3 separate regions of the Mus musculus genome follow, and all the other regions are linked to region 2. Evidence: chromatin contacts called from public Hi-C data. All regions are on one chromosome and are shown on one strand. The core of a region is the stretch at or near the end of the contact, and the rest is flanking DNA. Distances in the headings are between cores, read along the strand shown.

Region 1 (3,811 bases), core at 652-3,151, 290 kb before region 2:
GTTCTCCTAAGAGAAGAGTGCTGACTTTCCTCTTAGGTCTTGAAAGGCATCCAAAGAGTGTCAGATGTAACAACCTTACAAATAAAGGAATTATTGATGTAACTGATGGTTTAAATTGAGCCCTGGGACCTCTGCTGTTTAGAGGGTGGATCAATAGCAATAACAACAATAAGTAGTGTATAACTCAGGAGGGAGTTTATAAAGGACCCAATGGCTAGCACTAGATAGCTCAGGAACAGAAAGGGACTTCCTGTCTTCCCATGCCATCCCAGATACCAAGCTCCCTGGCCAGACAGCCTAGAGGCCCTGGCTGTTACAGATGGGGAGGGGACCTGGCTGTGCAGGAGGATTGGTCTGGAAATGAAGGAACAGGGTAAGCCAAGAAGTCCCTAGGGATTGCACACAGTGCTGTGCCCCTGAGGAGACTTCTAGACACTCTGACAGCCAGTTAGAAGGTTAAAGAAGAATTCAGCCATGGAGGGGTGGACCAGCTGTGCCAGACATGATTCTGTAGCTTCAGACAAAGTGCAGATGTGTGGGACCGCGTAAGGTCTGAAACGTGAAATCCTTGTCTGAAGTATTGGCTCTGGCCTATCCCTACTAGTAGTGTGGGATAACCTCCCAGGGCTTGGGCGGCTTCTAGGTAGATGGAGAGACAAGCCTAGCTCTCCACTTAGTGCCTGTGGGAACACCAGCTACAAGAGGGCCCAGAAGCTGCCTGTAGTTTTCCAAGGTGTTTTCAAAAGATTTTTATGTATTACATTTTATGTGTACAAGGTCTTTGAGTGCATGTACCATGCGTGTGCCTGCAGCAGAGAGCGCCAGATCTCCTGGAACTGGAGTTGCCGTCAGTTGTGAGCCACTACATGGGTGAAGAGAACCAACCCCATGCGCTCTGCAAAAGCAGCAGAGCCTTCTCCTCAAATACATAAACCTTCACTTTTAAATTATGTATATGTGTATGTGTCGCTGTGTGAGCCTGTGCACACGTGAGTACGGTGGCCTCACAGTACAGAAGAATCCCTTGGGTCCCCTGGTGCTGGCCGGAGTTACAGGTGGTTGTGAGCACCTGTCCTGGGGACTCTGCCAGAGCAGAAAGAGCTCTTAACCTTGAAGCCATCTCTATATCCTTGTGTTCTGCCTTTTTATCAGATAGTTCCCCACATGGGTGGATGGGAAGTGTCCCGAGATAGTTTTTGCATTCTTCAGTGATCGCAGAACCAGATTCACTTCACTAATCTTTACTAAGGTGGGACTGAGTCTCAAGACCAGACCCTCAGAGAGACCAAACTGATCTCTTACCCCCTATCCACCCTGCCCTCAGCATGGGCATCTGTTGGGTTTTTCCTACTTTGAGGTAGCTTGCCTCTGATTTTCCTGCTGTTATAAGTCCTGCTGGTTGGCAGTAGGCTCGTCACAGACACAGCCCTACTAGGTACTTGCTACCGAAAGCTGATCTGGCTGTACAGATCAGAGAGAGGGGTTACCGAGACAGTTTGGCAAAAGAAACAGAAAGAGATTTCTGTTGGGATGAGAAAAGGCCTTTGAAAAGGCACGAAACGGTCTAGAGAGATGGCTCAGCAGTGAAGAGTGCTGGCTGCTCTGACAGAAGATCCGAGCTCAGATCCAGCACCCACACCAGGCTGCTCACAGAAGCCTATAACCATGGCTCCAGGGGCCTGACTCTCTCCTCTGGTCTCCTCAGGCACCCTCATATACTCATAACATATATTCATATAGACACACATACTTAGAGATTTAAAAAATAAGACAAATCATTTTTTTAAGAGGAAAAAAAGGACACAAAACTCCTGGAAAGCAAGCCTAGTAGGGTTAGGCCACATTCTGGGTGCTTACGAAAATTGTTTGTGGAAGGAGCATCCTGGCCAGGATGCTGGTCACGTGCTATCAAACCCCTGACCCCAAGCCTGGCCACCCTCCATTGTTGAGAAGAATCATCAACACTCAGGACCTTATTGATAAACTCTCCCTCTAGCCCAGGCATGACAGTGTTCAGTCAAGGGGAATACTGCTTGAATGAAGACCAGGGCCGGGAGCTGAAGTCAACGCGTACCTGGTCATATAGAATCTGTGCTGCCAAATGGAATGTCCTCGTGCGTGGTAACTGATGCATCACAGAGTAGGGTATAGTTCCCTGTAGAGACACAGACAGACAGACAGACAGACAGACAGACAGACAGACACAACTAGAATGTTTCTCACACACAGCTAGAATATTCTCTCTCACACAGACATGCACACATATGCAACTAGATTTTTCTACTTCTCTCTCATATGCACAGCTAGAATTCTCCCTGTGTGTCTTTGTCTCTGCCTCTCTGTGTCTCTGTCTCTGTGTCTCTGTCTCTCTCTCTCGTACATGCACATGCACACACACAGTTATGACTGTAGGTACACATTGGGCAAACACAAACTAATTCAAATAGAGAGACTTCTGGACCCGTGGGCCAGCAGGGAATATCAGTTCCAATAATAGATTACTGTCCTAAGCTGGCCAAAATCAGTTATTTCAACCTCCAACCTAGAGCTCTCAAACATTCCTGATGTATTGACACTCTCCACACAGGGAAACTACTTCTGTACAGAGAAAGCACTTGGTCGCTGTGTTTAGTGCTAATCACCATAGGCCAGTGGTTGCCAGCCATGTGCCTGGTACTGTGTTAAGCCCTTGGGACAGACTATTTCCAATAGCAAGCTGGGTATTCTTCTCTCCATTTAACCAAAATTGAAACTGAATCTCTGGGCTGTCATTGCTTAGTGATACATTTTAGCAGGAGGAAGAGCTGGGCTTGAAACTGGGGGCTGAGTCTTTGCGCGTACTGAGCCCTGGACACGCATTGCATAGCATGGTGGATCTGGATAAGTCCAACACTCCGCTCTTCTGTCAGTCTCACTGGCTGACCCCAGACTGGAGCTCCGGAGCTTTGAAGAGGCTTTTCCCTTCTCCCATTGTCCTTTCCCTTTGATGTCATCTTGGAAGCCTTTTCCAAATATGGGTCTCCAAAGGAATTCCCAAAGGATTCTATCCCCTCTTGCTTGAACACTAGACTTTGAATCTATTCCCTAAGATGCCATTGGCTTTTTGGACAGCCATATCACATCTTTTACTCTTTTAAGGAAGCTGAGGATTTTCATTTGATTTTAGTTAGCCCCCCCCTTTTTTTTCAATATAAACTGCTATCAGCTACTTCTGTAGTTGGGATGGAAAAAACAAATGTGCTTGGCTTATTATTTCGGCTTCTCAGAAGAGTGTGTGAAGTTCTAGCCTGTCAGCCGGTACTCTAGCCAGCCTAGCAGCTTTGAGACATTAGCAAATTGGCTGAGCAGGCTTTCTCAGCCGGGTAGTGATCAAAGTCAGGCCAAGATTCGGGGGGCCAAGTCTGTCCCATCGATAAGGGAGACCACCTATCTGGTGACATTGACCCCCAAAGCACGGCTCTGATTCAGTGTCAAATGCCAGCCACGACTGTGGGTTTGGACTCAGCCCAAAGACGTGCCAGGAGTCCACTTCAGAGGGCAAATCTCACTTCTGATGCAGGAGGAGACTGTGATAGGAGAGATGCCAAAGCTAAGAACCTTTGGCCCACTGACCAGGCAAAAGTGCAGTCGCATTGGCAGTGAGTTTACACCGTCAGCAGCCAAAGGGAGCATGTGCCAAATGTGGGCTGAGGCTAAGGAATACACAAACACAGTAAGGTGCTTCAGGCGATGTCCACACCAATCCCAGGAAACTGGTATAGGAGGCTTCTTAAATGTACAAACAGCCGATCTTTTGAATGTGCACCTAACT
Region 2 (3,452 bases), core at 14-2,513:
ACATCTGCTCTGACCTGCACCATAAGGAGCTTCCTGTCCCCATGGAACAGGTCATACAACGATGACATTAAAATGAATCATGAGTTAGATGCTCCTGATATAATTGGGAGGCTGAGGCAGGAGATTGCAGCAGTTAGTTCAAATCCAGCCTGGGCTGTATAGCAGAACCCTGTCTCAAAAGACCAAGAAAGAAAATAATCATGATATGCCTGCTCCACTGAGACCTAGAGATGACCCAGTGGAATGCTGGATTTTGCCCTCAGATCTGGAGTCAACCCAGAGCGCTCTCTCTCTAAGCAAAAGGCAGAGTCCACCTTTTATATCTGGGCTGGGGAAATGACCGTGTAACCCACTAGATGGGCCCTGAGCAGAGAACTCAGCCAGCCCTTGCTCCGTCCCTCCCACCCCAACCCCCAACCAACCAGCCTACCGAATGAAAGTTCTATCTTCCTCCTCTCCCACCAGGACAGCTACTTGCCTGTAGAATCCATAGACTGCCCTCAGACACACCCGATTGGCCTGCCCCACAGGAAGTGACCCACCCAGGATAGCCCTCTGAGTCTGAGGTGGCTACACTGGGAGAACCTGGTCAGTGCAGCTGCTCAGAAAGGCGGGGTCTCTGTCCCCAGGCAGGGGCAGCATGAGAGAGGTTGCAACTATTTAAACCTTTAAGCACGCTCTATCCCCACCCACCCCTGTCCCCACTACCAGCCTCCTGCCCCACCATGCCTAACTGGAGCCCCTTTCCCAACCATACTCAATAATGAGGCTTCTCGTACTCCCCACTCTTCATATGCTTGTCCCTGTAGCACAATCACCCCACTATCCTGCTGTCCCTTTTGACCTCTGGGAACTCTAATTAGGTTCTTAAATCCCTACAGCAAGGTTCACACTCTGCGAAACCTGAACTCCCAGGGCTAATATCTCTCTTCTCTATATTCATCCTGGGCTTTGTGAAGACACCCAAGGCAAGTATCTTAAAGTGAGGTACTTGCTGTGTCTGTGTCTGACCCCACCTTACCCAAGGAAAAGTCCCTGCCTCAGAGCCCAGCATCTAGAGCTGATGGTATGCTTGTGAGAGAGGCAGCAGGAGCAGGCAAGCAGGCTGGGAAGCAGGCTATAGCCCCCAGACATGAGCACAGTCACTGGGACAACACATGGGAGGGCAAGATCCTCAGCTCCCAGTGAGTCCCCAGGCTGGTGCATGAAGGAGCTTAGAGCCCTGTCTGTCTCTGTCCACAGCCTCCAGGCCTGAGCCCGAGCCTCTTTTGTGACTCGCTGGATTTCACGTGCTCAGTTTGCAGGATAGATAGAGCAGCTTGTTGACAGTAGGATCAGGAGTTTAAGGCCAGCCCAGGCTACATAGAAAGCCCAAGGACATCCCATGTTATATGAGACCAGAAAAGGAGCAGAGGAAAGGAGAAGGAAGAAGAGAGAAAAAAATCTCAGTAGAACAAGGGGCTCACAACCAGCCTCCTGAGACTAGCAAAGACTAGACCGGGCACACCATAGGTTCTTTGTGGAAGCCCTCGCTTTTCTTCCACATGTTTTCCCAGTTCTCTCTAGCTCTTAGTGGTTCTTCTCCCAGCCGTGTCCGGCTGCCTGCAGGTGACAGAGCCTGCTCTAAGCCCTGTGGAGCTGAGACTGGGGAACACATTTGTCACGGTGTAACCAGAGAGTGTCTAGGGGCTTGATGCCAGTGCTCCAGCTGGGGCCAGCGCCAGGCCCCCTCCTCACAGCTGTCAAGAGGAGGCTCAGAGACAAAGCAACCAGGGGCCCTCCCTAGGGGTGAAGGGGGGAACGGACAGGGGCTAGGTGGGGCCCTGTCTGCAAAGGGACAAGAAAGCCACATCAGGTCCAGGCTACATGTGGAAACCAGGATCCCTAAGAAAGCCCTGTAGCCTATGTCAGGGAGAGCCACACGCCAGTCTGCACCTGACCACCTGGAGAACTTTGAACAAATTACTTCACCTCTCTAATCTGGACTTTGCTCATCAAGAATAACATTATCTAATTCTGTAAGCTTAGAGATCAAACAAACCAGAAACCAGCCAAGACACTGGGCAGAATGCCTGGCAAGCCACAGACATAAGCCAGCTTCTTCTCTTGGCCTTCTTTCCTGATCTCCTTTCTCCCTTCTACTTGTACCTAGTCCACAAAGTGGGGAGGTGGGGGGAGTCCTCCAGGTCAGTGGGATGGGGCCAGGGGACAATGAAGCTAGCTACACTTTGAAAGGGTAAACCTAGAAGAAACAAAGTCAGAGGCCTTCACCCTGGCCCTGCACATGTGTGAACCCTTGCTCAGAGCCTGACGCCCTCTTTGAGCCTTGTTTCTCCTAAACCCCCAACCCTTGATGCATATACAAACCCTTCCTGGATATTTTTGTTTTGCTGTGTATTACATAGTTTGATACCAAGCCCTTTATTGAGACAGTTGCCATCTCCTTTGCTAACGTGGTCCCAGAGAGTGATGGTTTAAGGCTCAGGAAACAGGGCCTTAACCCATAGACAGAGAGTGCAAATGGGGCTGAGACTCTAGTCCTTGGCCCTAATGCTTTCTCTCGCTTATGCTATGTTGGGATAGCCGGTGCCCCACAGCTAAACTGGTAGAAGGGAAACCTGAGCTCTGAGCCAAACAGGGAATGTGTTCATTCCCCTGCCGCTCCACCTCCTCAGCACCTCCTGAATGCCAGCCTTCTTCAGCTGGGCCCAGGGTACCAGATATAGCTGGGTCTTGGCCAGGAAGAATGAAACAAAGGCGGCTCAGGACAAGAGCGCCCCCTGGTGGAAGGTGAGATTCTAGTGCTTGGGCCCACCCTCTCCCAGAACTGCCCCTGGGGACTGGCCAGCCAAGACCCACTAAAACTAACAGAGCCTGAGCAAGAAAACCATGTCAAACTAGTCACCCAGTCACTCACAGTCCATAGATAAGAGTGAGAAAGGGTGCCAGGAGGATAGCCACTGGGGTGGAAGAGATAGGAGGGCAGCAGATGCCAAGGTGACCTGGCAGAGAGAGGGGTGTGTTGGATTGGTCCCAGCAGAAAATAGCTTCCACAACACCTGAGCAAGTCACCCATGGGGTCTATAGTAAGGGCTAGCCTGAGCTACATGAGACTGTGTCTCAGAAAGGAAAAAAGGCAGGATGGAAGGAAGGAAGGAAATTATATCACTCAGGGTGGAAGGCGACAGGCGAACAGCTTCAAGGGGACAAGACTGGCTAGGCTGTGATGACAGCAGTATCCTATGATGACATGATAGTGGCTCTGGAGGGGGACAAGACTGGTGGATAGATGCTCCTACCTGTGTGCATCTGCTAACTCCAAGGAGGAAAGAGTGTAGAGAGGTGGGAGAAGGGAGGGAAGAACAGGAAGGCTGAGGATACCAAAGAGAAGACCTCATGCAAAGTTCCAGGCCTTAGAGGAACAGAGACCAACAAGGTTTGCTTATCTGGTT
Region 3 (3,568 bases), core at 504-3,003, 360 kb before region 2:
GAGACTGAGGCCTTGAGGATTTGTCGGATTCCCAGGGCATTCCTGGTTTATGCCTGTTGTCCTGGCAACACTTTCATTCTGAAAATGTCAGAGCTGGGCTGACAAACAGGTGTAAATCAGAACCATTCCTGAAAGCCTATGAATGTCATATTCATAGGACATGTGCCATGCAGTTTGAGACTCTATTTTGTGAAGCTAAGTCAGTGTACTTTGTGTGTGTGTGCATGTGCGCATGCGCGCGCGTGCACGCATGTATGGTACATGCATATGTATAGTATCTGTACATGTGGGGTGTGCTGTGAGTGTGTATATGGTATGTGTGGTATGATGTGTGCATGTGTGTGTATAGTACGTGTATGTTTATGTGTATGTATGCATGTGTATGTGTGTATATGCATGTGAATGGTGGGTATGTGCAGTGTGTGGCGTGTATCTGTGTATGTCCATGTGAATGGTGTATGTGTATGCTGTGTGTGGTATGCTATGTATGTATGTGTATAAAGTGTGGTACATATGCTTATTGTGAATAGTGTGTGTTGTGTGTGTGTATGCTGTGTGTATATGTGTACATATGTACACACATGTATGATAAAGGAGTGTTTTGTGGAATGTGTGTGCTTGCTCCAGTAGAGATTATAAAGGTGACCGTGTGGTTGGAAATAGTGATCACAAACATGAGAGAATCCATGAAGGCTTCTCAGACTTTCTCAGTTCATTAAACTGAAGTCCAGAAAGAGAAGGGAGAAGGAAAATGGAGAGGGCAACTGTGGAGCGTGTCTAGTGGGAGCCACATGTCCTATGGCACATGCCACACTGGGGCTCGGGAACCTGGGAAGTGGATTAGCATACACACTTTCCAGAGGAGGAAACTAAGGCTTGGGAGATTCCATAACTGTGGACCACAGGAAATAAGTGGCAGATCTGGCCTCCGGGATCTGACGTGACAGAATAGCATGACTTGGGCAGTCCCGGGAGAGGCTGTGTTGTGCTGGCACCAGCTGCCTCCTCTCTTGTCTTGCCACAGTCCTCAGTCCCCAGGGGGGCTCCCACAATCCTCTGGGAATCTCGATTCCTGCAAATGTCCTACAGAATCCATCTCAGCCTCCAGTCCATTTGTCCTTCCTGATTTCATCCTAGGAGTCTGAGGGACAGGAGGATGTGAGATCTGGAGCAAGGTGGAGGCTGGTGACATGAGGGGCTCCCTTTTAAGGTCACACCAATGATGTGCTCTTGCCTCTGGGGCTCGTGAACGGAGATGAGTGGTGGATGGCTGTCAGGATCCTTCTAGCTTTGGTGTGACCACTGTGTTCCTATCTGGTGGTGCAGAAGTATGAGAAACTGACACCTTTAAAATCTGCCTTCCCACTGCAAGATCTGCCCAACACAGTCCCTAGATACAGCTTCAGAAGAGGACCTCACACTCCTGGCCAGAGGCTGAGAGACCTTTTCATGGGGCGAGATGACCTTTGCCACTATGAAGACTCCTGGGCCTGTGTGCAGCAGGGAGCTGCTCCGTGGACATTGCTTGGGCTCTGAATCTTAGAGCCCAATCTTCCTGGAGAAGAGCTGGGGAGAAGGCCACCAGTGCTTGCTTCAGACGGCTGTGCAAGTTGCCCTGCTGGGACTTGCTTCTGTTAAGTCGCACTGGCATGCACCCCTTTGGCTGGCATCATTCCCTTTTGTCAGACCCATGACCTGCCCCCTGCAATGACAGTTCTCTGGCTGCAGACATCAAAACACCTGCCTTGTCCCTCCCCCACAGGGCTCAAAGGTTCCTGCTTGCTAGGGGGGGGGGCCAGCTGGGGGTGGCAAAGGCAGGAGATCTCTAACAGAGCCAGACTCTTTGCTCTTTGGTGGTGGTGGTGGGGTGTGTCACACCTGAGCACCCCCTTGCCTCTCTCTGCTAGGTGTGAAAGCTGGCCTACTGTGTGCACCAGGTGGGACTCCTCTTAGGTGTTCCTGGCTGGGATTATGACTCTGAGTGGGGAAGTGTGCTGCCCACATACCTAAGGGACCTGCTCTCAGCTGGGGCCCGGAGAAGGACAAAGGGAATCTGTTGCTGTCTTTATACTTCATTGCTGGTTTCCATACCAGCCTCTAGCTAAGGGTGTTTGCAGTTCCAGAGTGTTCTTTTCAAATAGGGACCACCAAGGGTGTTTGCAAACGAACGCTACCCTTTGAACACTGTCACATACTTCCTGGTGTCTGTGATGTTTCTTCCCGTGGCTTCATTCTGTCCTGGTCCTGTTCTGTATGAGCCCTAGTGTCAGAGGACTTGTCCCAAAGCAACTGGATCGGCCAGCTCAGGCCCGGGATGGGGCTCCTGTGGTGGGCCATTTTTGGCAGTGGAAAAGAAGCAGCTGTGTGCATCTAGACAGTCAGGGCCGTTTCCACACATGCACTCTGATGCTAGGGTTCTACAACCTTTTGTAAGATGTGATCCATTTATACCTCATAGATGAGGAAACCCAGGAACTCAAAGAGGAAGGGACTGACTGACATAAGGCACAGAGCAGGGCAAGAGTCCAGGCCACTCAATCACAGACTCCCTCCTTCTCAATGTGGATTCTGGGCCAACCTGGCACCAGGAGACCTGTGACCGTCTATCTACAAGTTCTGGGACCTCAGGAGGGTTCCAGAACGAAGGAGCTTGTGGCTATGTCTGCTGTCCAGGACTGCAGTTCAGTGGTGTCCAGAGAAGAGGCCAGGTGGAGTAGGGGCCACACCCAGCTCACTGCTCAGTATAAAATGGAAATTTGGAGCTGTTTGCAGACCTTAGCACCTGCCATGCTGAGAAGAGAGCAGGGAGATGCTGCCCCTGAAGACAAGAATACAGCGCTGGGTAACACAACCAGCTAGTACTTATGTAAATATTGACAGAGTTGTTACCCTGGCCCTGGTAGTGGGTGGGAGCCCTTTGAGGCTGAGAGAATTTGTCATTGGGGTACATTCTAAGGTGTGATGTGAGGACACAGGGCTGAGTCTGAGCACGACAGAATTGTGGGCTGGGCGGGGTCACCATGTGGACCCCAACTTGCTGCTTACTACATTCCTCCTTTTTCAGATCTCTCTGGCTTCTCTGGAGCTGGCCCGTTGCATGGTATCTACATCAGTGGATAGCAAGCAGCATACCAGGTTCCTGCCCACACGGTGCTCCTGGTCCTATGCTAGGCGTTTCTCTTGACCCTTGTTGCAGCTCCTCTCTGCTTCCGTCCTGCCCACTGACCCCTTCCCATCTTCCCGTCCAGCTCCTCTTCAGCTGTGTTCACTGCACTGTTTGTTGATTGCTCTCAACATTTCCAGCCTGCTCAGGATGCTCTCAGGCTCCTCTGAATCCCGGTATGGGGATGTTCTGAGCCCTCTAGCACCTTTCTCAGTTCCTGGAGAGAGGTCCAGACTCTGGCCATGCCCTCTCAGTGTCATCAGCAGCAGGTGGGTTGGCTGTCACATGGGCAAATGGCCTGTCCTCAATCTTCACTTCACAACCAGGTTTTCTCTGTTAATGGTATCGATTTCCTCTGCTGAACTGCTAGGATCAAAGGCTGCCTGGGCAACTCGGCAGTTCATT

Evidence for each region. Hi-C and Micro-C count contacts between places; a contact is called where the count stands out from the background.
Region 1: a Hi-C map of liver shows a contact between it and region 2, with 2.6 times the contacts expected there. The contact joins two enhancer-like sites. A contact is called at or near these places in 1 of 15 datasets of contacts at CTCF or cohesin (pro-B cells), 12 of 484 Hi-C or Micro-C datasets (the 63-12 cell line, embryonic stem cells and liver), 1 of 115 datasets of contacts at active chromatin or transcription factors (embryonic stem cells) and 1 of 9 other capture datasets (embryonic stem cells).
Region 3: a contact with region 2 is called in a Hi-C map of liver, with 1.7 times the contacts expected there. The contact joins two enhancer-like sites. A contact is called at or near these places in 2 of 484 Hi-C or Micro-C datasets (embryonic stem cells and liver) and 2 of 9 other capture datasets (adipose tissue and embryonic stem cells).

Annotation. Positions count from the first base shown.
Region 1 is chr9:43,537,825-43,541,635 of GRCm38.p6, forward strand. No RefSeq gene overlaps it. Among named protein-coding and RNA genes, the nearest start is that of Gm36855, 19 kb to the left of the region's middle. Within about 2 kb of position 1,902, at least 2 of the 459 cell types and tissues checked have an H3K27ac peak or open chromatin away from gene starts, as enhancers often do. A contact at or near this core is called in liver, where this site is marked.
Region 2 is chr9:43,825,063-43,828,514 of GRCm38.p6, forward strand. No RefSeq gene overlaps it. Among named protein-coding and RNA genes, the nearest start is that of Gm3898, 3.2 kb to the right of the region's middle. Within about 2 kb of position 1,264, at least 18 of the 459 cell types and tissues checked have an H3K27ac peak or open chromatin away from gene starts, as enhancers often do. A contact at or near this core is called in liver, where this site is marked.
Region 3 is chr9:43,463,583-43,467,150 of GRCm38.p6, forward strand. No RefSeq gene overlaps it. Among named protein-coding and RNA genes, the nearest start is that of Gm36855, 56 kb to the right of the region's middle. Within about 2 kb of position 1,754, at least 8 of the 459 cell types and tissues checked have an H3K27ac peak or open chromatin away from gene starts, as enhancers often do. A contact at or near this core is called in liver, where this site is marked.